2 separate regions of the Anas platyrhynchos genome follow, and region 2 is linked to region 1. A link is a contact called in public Hi-C data. All regions are on one chromosome and are shown on one strand. Each heading gives the region's core, a stretch centred on a gene start, on an enhancer-like site or on the middle of the called end of the contact. The rest is flanking DNA. Distances are from core to core; before and after follow the strand shown. Region 1 overlaps FBRSL1 (fibrosin like 1). Region 2 overlaps FBRSL1 (fibrosin like 1).

Region 1 (4,125 bases), core at 726-3,225:
GGAAGACGTGTCAACACAATCAACTGGCCTGAAGACAGACAGCTGGTGCGCAAATTCCTCCACAGACAATATCGCTTGTGAAATCATTCCAAGGCATTTTTAGCAATTGCAAGCTCTCAACAACAGCCCCGGCTGCTAAAAATAGCCTGCCGAAGGCTCGCTCCAGCACTAATAACAGCGCTGGCTGAATGTGAGTCCTGCCCCACTCGGTGACACACGAGCAAAGCAAGCACCGACCTCGGCGAAGCTGGAGGTTGGAATGCTCCGAGCCCTGGCACCTCTAACACACCCGTATCGCGGTGTTCCAAGTCAGCTGCTAATGGATCCCCCGAAACGCCAGCTCTAGAGACAGGCAGACAGGGTCCTCCACCGCGAGGTAAGAAGTGAAGGCTCAGATAATTCTTCAGCACAAATACACATCAGCGTGGTTCAATACAAACCCTCCTCACCGCGAACAAAAGGGACCAATGCATCAAAGGTGCTAAGCGTTCCCATCTCTCACATTGCAAAAGCTCCCACCGAGCATCCATCAGCTCACAGAACATAACCGAGCATCCATCAGCTCACAGAACTGCAACGCCCTGGAAAATAGAGCAAAGCCTGCTTTCCCGGCAGAAAGCAGCATGGCAGGGACAGGCAGCCCCACTTCCCCTGGCACGCAGCTAACCACGACAGCGGCTGCTAGTGAGAGCTGCAGCAGCACCTGCAAGCCGGAGCTGTTCGAGACCTCTGACAGCTAAGCAGAAGAATGGTGAGGGCACAAGGTGCTCTCATATTCAGATACCCAGCACTGACTCTTCAGGTGTAAATCAAGACAGAATTCACCTCCAAATGATTTTTAATATAAAAATATACTGCCTCCCAACTCCTCCTGGCAGGTATGCTACCAAACCAACACAGACCACCAGGCTGGGCTGGATTAATCCCAGACTGAACCATGGCCTCTTGTTTAAAAGGTTGAATTCGGAGATACCCAGAGATGGGATCATCACGATCCTTGATAAACTGCTACAGCGGTTAATTATTCATCTTGGTACGATTTCACACTTATCTCCAATCTAAATGTATCAGTGTTACAGCCTTCCAGCTGCTGGATCTTGTCACTGCTCTGACTGCCAGACGAAGAGCCCTCTATTACCATGCTTCTCTTCCCCATACAGGTTGTTATAAATTGTAAGCGTCTCACCCCTCAGCCTCCTACAATAAAATAGCCGGAGCTCCTGGAGTCCTTCCCTGCGAGACAGATTTTCCTATCCTTTAACAATTCCCACGACGCCTTCCTGAAGTCTCTCCAATTTTTACGCGTGCTTCCTGAGCTGTGAGCACCAGGCTGGGATGCCGTGCTCACCTCAGAGCTGCTCAGCCCAGCCTTTCCCTGCCTGTACATTCAAGGATTTGCTAATCCTGGGCACTGCTAGGCTGTGAAAACCCCGATTCAGACAGTTATCCATCCTGACACCCATGCCTCTTTCAGGCTCAGCTGTTGCTCAGGAGGCAGCTATCCATCCTCCATCTCCTCATTATACACCAAGGGCCCTCATTTCACCCGCAGAGCAGGGCGTTTTATTACCCCAGAACACGTTGTTCGCAAAGCAATCCCAGTCACTCCAGTCCTGTTCCTTATCTTGCACTCCACCTAATCTGCGTGTTATCTGAGGACTTTGAGTAATGGTGCTATTTTTTTTTCCCCCTGGGTCACTGATTAAAAGAAGTTAAACAGTGCCATGCTAAGGACCTAGTACAAACATACCTTCTGAAAGCTGGCTCTTTTTTTTGCCTGCCCTATTTTGAAACCTTCCTGCCTGACAGTTCAGAGCCCAGCTCTCGCGCTGTTTCCATTAAATATCCGCATTAACAAAATAAGAAAGCCGGGACAAAGCCACTCCACTTCAAAATACATTCAGTCAAATATCTGGGGCTTTCACAGCTGACTGTGAGAGACCTTGGAGAAAACCACCAGCCGCCAACTACCTTGCCATTAGCAGACGGCTTCGAGCTGATTTCAGGCGTGCAGGGGCCCCTCATCCAGCCGCCTGCTCGGCCACCTCCCCTGCCAAGCCCGGGGCTGTGAGGCTGAGGAAGGGAGAGCTCCTGCTCCCCAAAGCAGCTCCTCAAGGTCACGCCGAGTGGCCTCCTCCAGCATAGGCAAACACCCAGGGCTGTGCCTTTGAAGCGCAGAGCAGCTGGTCCTTGTAGCTCTTCCCAGCGGGGTCCCCTAACACAACGTGACAGAATTCGGGCGTCTGCAGTGCGAGGAGCTCCAAGCAGGGTGAGAACAACGCTCTGTGAGCGAGCACGGCACAGACACGAGGCTGTGCAAGATGTGCCCCACGGCTTACAGCTACCAGCCTCACCCTGCCTGCAGCTGTGCTGCGCCACCTCGCCTTGCTGGGAGGCTGGAAGGAAACAAGGTGTTTTTAGAGTACTCCTGCTGATTGCGAGGTACTTTCTGGGGTTATTCAGTAGTTCTTTCTGAATGTAACTGGACACTGCAAAAGGGAGCTTGCTCCTCTGGTGGAGAAGGGGCAGGACATGATCTGGACAAGGAGCAGCGCCGAGCTGCACCCACCCCTCCACACCAACACAGGGATGGGTCAGGAAACCACGCAGCACCTCCACTTCCACCAACCAGACCTCACACTCCTCATTCCCTGCTTCCATCACATTTCTCTGCATCGAAATCCCCTAACTTCCAACTCCTGCTGCTGAGTCATGGCCTCTTAGAAAAGCCACAGCCAGCACCACATTTCTACAAGCCCTACGAGATCCCCCAAAGGCCAAGCTAACCCAAGAAGAGGGATGGGGGGAATGCTCTGAAGAAATGGCACAATATCCAAACACACACAGCTGAATCCTCTGGGTCTCACACTGTCTGTCCATCCTCAGGACACGAGTGCCTGTCGCTGCACTGCTCCTCCCTCCCTGCTCCCCAGAGCGGCACGGCGCTCACACGGCTCTGAAGTCGGTGAAAATTTCTAGGCCAAGAGATACCATTTGTCTCTGAGATTGCTGCTAGCTCCCAATCAAAGCAAATTTTATTCTTTAAGAAGTGCTCCTGATGGCATAAAATCACATGTAGCTTAACCTTTAGAATAACTTTGATCTTGAACTACTCCAAACCTAAGATCTGGAAACCATGTACTCTAAATGCTGCTCAGGAGTCTAAACAGCCAGCACGAGGAAAAATGTGAGCTGAAATGTATTTCTGCTGCCTCTGTGCATTGTGAAGATGGATGCCTATTTTCTGCAGCAGGAAGACCTTTCTAAAAGGATTTCTGGTCTGCTGTGGGGTCTCACCTCCACACAAAGGCAGGATGGCTCAGGAGCAAGGCTTGTCCTGTGTCTTAGAGGAGTTTGTTCCTCCTCGTGTGACTGATGACCTGAAGTGGGGTCCCTGAATACTTCCAGCTAATAAGCCCATCTTCAGCAGGTTTGTACCACAACATATGAACAACAACCTGATACAGCATCCAGCTGAAGAAACGTCGTGCCTTTCACGTCTCAAGTACTGCAGCATCTACTTAACACTGAAATAGCACCGATGGGCCCAGAGCACTGATGAAAACAAAAGCAATTTCACCTACACAACAGTGGGGATGTGACTGGTTCTTGTCAGTGCTGAGATCCTCTGCTAAGAACAGAAATAAAGGCACACAATTACATTTAAGCAGATCACCCACAATTAGCTGAGAAACAGCTGTCTCTAATTCCCCCCAAATTTAGAGAAATTAAATCCCCACTGAGATTAACCTTCCTGCTTCGCAAAACTTTATAAAGATAACTCTGGCTAAATTTCCTGGGGCAACAACCTGGAATTTCTCACGAGAGCAGCACGATAAAGCTGTTGGGAAATTCATGGTGGTGTAGGAACCCAACACAACGTGGCAGTCCTGCATGTTGCACAGCAGTGAGAGCTGGAGGAGCACCCCGTCCCCAGCACCCAGCGCAGCCAGAGGTCAGAGGAGGGGTTTGCTTCTCTCTGCATTTGGCAGGAGCGGCTTGGAGCAAGCCAGCCTTTGGCAAGCAGGTCCCAGCTGCGAGCTTTACTATAACATCAGCCCCGAAAAGCTGACAGCTCTCTCGTGTCAGTCCCATACAAGTCTGTAAGGAGTTTGCTCTCAGTGG
Region 2 (4,444 bases), core at 9-2,508, 45 kb after region 1:
TTTCTTGAAACTGAACTCGACAGACCAAGTTTCTGGACAGGTCTGAGCTTGCACTCCGCAGACACGCAGTTAGTGGGTTCATGCTAAGAGAGGCAGGGGCGTCCTTCACCAGTGGGGCAACGGGACACGAACAGAATGTTTCACCTTCAGGAAAGGCAGGACCTAGGGAAGCACTTTTGGGTGGATGGGGAAATAACAAAAAAATCTGCCTTGCAATGTCACTCTGGATAAAAATAAAATAACCTGTGTGACGTTCCCTCCCTTTGCTCCTCGATTCTTCACGGCCTCCCCCCGTTAGCTGCAACTTACCCAAGGCTTTGCACGGATATTTCTCCGTCTGCAGTTACAGACGTGTGATCGCTACAGGAAGCGCTCGAACCCCAACGATTATGATTAGGGATATCGCGAGCACTCCCCTCACCAGCAGCCAGCTTTCAGAACCACTTTGCTCTCTGTAATTGTAGTCTTCAGCTGGAAGTTTTCTCACTGAAAACACTTTTAACACTTCTGTTTTGACCAATACAGCTACTAAGGACAGTTATCTGCTATCAGGATCTTCCTGTTTCTGACAGTCAAACCCAAGATACACTTAATGCAAGCAGAGGCCAAATGTAATAATTTAAAAATGCACAAACGAGCGTACTGTAGGGGTGCATTAGCAGCCTGCTGCTTGCATTCAGCTCTGCTATTGTGCTGCCTTGCTGCCAATACATGCTTGCCAATTCCAGTAACCACACTTTACAAACCAATTGTTATTAATAGGAATCCTAAGCTGCATGCACACACACAAAGGACTCCACAGCTTCAACACACAGCAAAGTTCAGTTTTTCTTCAGAAGCTATATAAAGTTTAGGAAAAATTTCAACTGCGTGTTTGCAAGGAAGGGGTAGGAAAGCACGCAGAGGGACGTGCTCTGCTCAGCTGCCGTGCGCTGATGAAGGTCCCAGCTCCCACCCCGACTTCACCACCAGCAGCTGTGCTGAGCATCTAGGGCAGCAATGCTCCCGGTCAGGAACGGAGCTGGATGTCACCAAGATAAATGCAACAGGGCCAATGGTTCTGAACGTTCGTGCAAGTGAATATGCTTTGGGACTGTCACGCACACCTCCACGGTGCAGAAATAAAGATTCTTTTCATCATTTTCACTATTACGATTTTCTTTGGGGATCTGTTGTTGCTCGGTAATTGCGTTCCACCAGCCCTGCACGCAGTCGCTGTCACGCTCACCCTGCGAGCCGACTAATTGTGTCAACAGAGATAAGGCTCACAGCCAGCCCCGGGAGCTCTGCCGGACGCAGCCTGACGGAAGGTGGGTGAGGGGAGGCAAGCCTTGAAAGCTCAAAAAGTAAGCGGATTTTAGAGAATCATGCTTTCCAGTCTCAGGATGTGTGGCAACCTACAAAAAAACATGTTTAAAAATCCAGTCAAACACGCAGAGGGGAGCAAAACTCACTCAGGTAAGGTAACGTGTCATGAAGTGACTAATGGTACCACTAAGACTCAATTGACAGCAAGAAGACAACAAAGAAAATATACTGCTCCGGTTCATTTTTCCTTCATGCTCCCTCAATAAATCCAAGGCAGGGAAACCAAGCTTTCAAACCACCCAATGGCAGCAGAAAATGGTGCAAACCAGCAAAATTCCAGCCTGAAACAGAGAAAATAACGCACAGCAGAGCAATAGCACTCAATTTTACTTTCATCCCTGCAAAACCACGGCTGTCTACTGAACCACATGGCGCACACTTGGGTTTTCCCCCAGAAAAAAGCCCTGGTGTACGTATCACCACGTCACTGCCGAATGCCCTGCCCAGATGAGGGCTGCCCGCCCTTGGCAGCTTGGGGTGGCTGGATGTGCTTCCCGAGCTCACTGCTGGCACATGGGGACCGTCGCGTGTGTTTTCCGAGTTCGTTCCCTTACTGCATCTGAGGTTTGTTCTTCCCCTTCTCCTAGGCCTCCCCTCCTCGTCCTGCCACGCTGGGGCTGCCCAGGACCCTGCACTGCCTGCCCGGCACAACCTGGGTTAGGGTTAGGGTTAGGAGCAGGCAGCACTGTTCGAACGACAGCCACCCGTGGTGAGTCCCGTAACGGGACCAGGCTTCTCTTCACCACTCCTGGAACTTTAAAATATGAAAAGCGCTGCCCTTGTGCATTCTGCCATTTCGGTCAGGGAGGAAAAACGCATTCAGCTTTTCAATGGAAGTTGTTTCAGAGGATTTGGCATGCAGTGTTTTTGAAAGGGTCACAAAACGGAGCTAATCCCTTGATTTCAACTTTGGTTTAAATGTTTCTGTGAACAACAAACGGTGGTTGAAATCCACCGTGATTTCAAAAGTCAGGAGGCTCAAAGTGAAGAGACCTCAGTGTCATTTGTGTCCACACCATCCAAGAGTCCATCACACATCCTCAACTGTTTGGGCAAGAAAGAGCCAAACTGCTAATTATGTTTTCTGTGAATAGTTAACTGGAAAGGTTGGTGTTACCCTGTTTTCTTACAATCCCTGGCAGCAAGAAAACAAAACAAAAAAGACTTTTTACCTACTCATCACTTTAATAAAACGTCAAAAACACACAGGATCACTTGAGCATGCGGATTTGACTCCATTATTATACCATATAATTTCAACAGCCTGTGGTTTTATTGTCCACAAAAAGCAGCAACTTGCTGAAGTGAAAACACCAGTGGTATTGCATTTGTGGTGTAACACCGCAATACGCTCACAATCATAATGCCGAAACTTGTTTGTATTTCCTCATGTGTCTAAGTCACCAAGGCATTCTGGAACAATTGCTTTTTTATTTTTTAAAGAAAGACTGAATAGGTGAAAATACAGCTATATATTTACTCAAATAAAAATAAGAGGTCACCACACGCGTTACAGGAATTGCTGCATTTAAAATGACTCAGCTCTGTCCCGGCAGGGCCAGCCAGCGCTGATACTGCTGCATCAAAACCAGATTTCATTCCTTACCTTCCCTGCCCCACATATCTCTAATATTTATGGGCAGTCTGGTAATGGAGATTAGACTATGACTTATCAGGCTGCAATAAGGCATGTTAACATGGAATTATGGCCTTTTAGCATAACCAATAATGATGGGTAATGCTATTTACCTGAAGAAAGAAACATCGCTGTCACAGCTGCAGCTCATTCTAGTGAGTATAATTTAGTTCAATCATTTATAAATGCCTGCCTTGCTTATGCTTTCCATTTTAATTTCCTTGTACTCCTTTAGTACTCCTTGTACTAAATCTCACCATATTTAGAAAGACATTTTGGATGTCCTACATAATAATCTCTGACGGTAACCAAAAGGAAAAGCAGGGCTGACACGCACTATTATTTAGCCCAAGTGAGATCCCCCGACCAGCCCAGCCAGCTGAGGACTAATCCTGCAAACACGGGCACGCACCTGAGGCACAACCAGCCCTGCTGGCTGCAGCACGGTGACTCACACCCGCTGCCAAGTGTTTGCACAACAGATGGAGACCAAACACGTATGAATAGGTCTGAGGTTACACTTCAGGTCCCCAGTATTTTTCTTAATCTCTTCCTTTACGCAACAAAACTGTTGTATTTAAAGCTGCGTGGTGTCCTGCATCAACAGCACATGCAACCCCGCTCAACACTGAAGACCAGAAAGCTGCTAATTCTGCTATTTCTGCGCTTCTACGCTCAACATAAGACCCCACACGTTTTGCTCATCCCTCGAATAACCAGACAAACGCCCTTAGCAGAGAAGCCCTTCCCCTGTATATGTGAAGAACATCATGGCAAATCACAATGGAGCAATTACAATTTTTTCCTACTGTGGGTTTCTTCTCTCAGGCAACACCAGCTATTTAGAAAATCTTACTTATTTTCACACAGCAAGCATTCATGGGCTGTCCCACAGCAATGCCACGAGGGAGATGTGTCTTCCAGGTAAGCAGGATGCAGTGAATTTGTTGTTATCTGGGGAGATTTGTGTAGCAACTCTATAAATACTCCCAAAGATTTTACTATGTTTTACTCAAATTGAATAGCCTTCGAGATTTGAGACTATCAAGCTGGTACGTTCATTCAGATAACCGACTTGAGGCCCTGATAGAAAACTCATAGGAGCAACAGGTGGATGGCAAGCAGCATATAATATACATATATATTTAAAAGCACTGTGATGGTGAGTAGAAGGTGATAAAAATTCTGAACACCATCCACTGGATTTTTCATTAAAGTCTACAAGATTTCTAACCAATTTTGCCAGTGATTAATAGAAGAAGCCCTTCAAAAGCCTGTTCATTCACAAGCCCACTCATTTATTCTGTGTGCATGATGTGATCTTGGCACGTACGTAGACACTTGAGAAGGGATTATTTTCATCCACCAATATAGTTACGACTTTGCTAATATGTCTTCCTCGTCCAGGATATTTTTAAGCAATCTAAAGACTAATGAATC

The links. A called contact is a pair of places that touch in the nucleus more often than the background predicts.
Region 2: a contact with region 1 is called in a Hi-C map of skeletal muscle, with 1.6 times the contacts expected there. The contact joins two enhancer-like sites.

What each region holds. Positions count from the first base shown.
Region 1 is chr16:11,823,501-11,827,625 of IASCAAS_PekinDuck_T2T, forward strand. All of the region lies in intron 1 of FBRSL1 (fibrosin like 1), which reads right to left. Among named protein-coding and RNA genes, the nearest start is that of FBRSL1, 110 kb to the right of the region's middle. Within about 2 kb of position 1,976, at least 4 of the 8 cell types and tissues checked have an H3K27ac peak or open chromatin away from gene starts, as enhancers often do.
Region 2 is chr16:11,869,488-11,873,931 of IASCAAS_PekinDuck_T2T, forward strand. All of the region lies in intron 1 of FBRSL1 (fibrosin like 1), which reads right to left. Among named protein-coding and RNA genes, the nearest start is that of FBRSL1, 67 kb to the right of the region's middle. Within about 2 kb of position 1,259, at least 2 of the 8 cell types and tissues checked have an H3K27ac peak or open chromatin away from gene starts, as enhancers often do.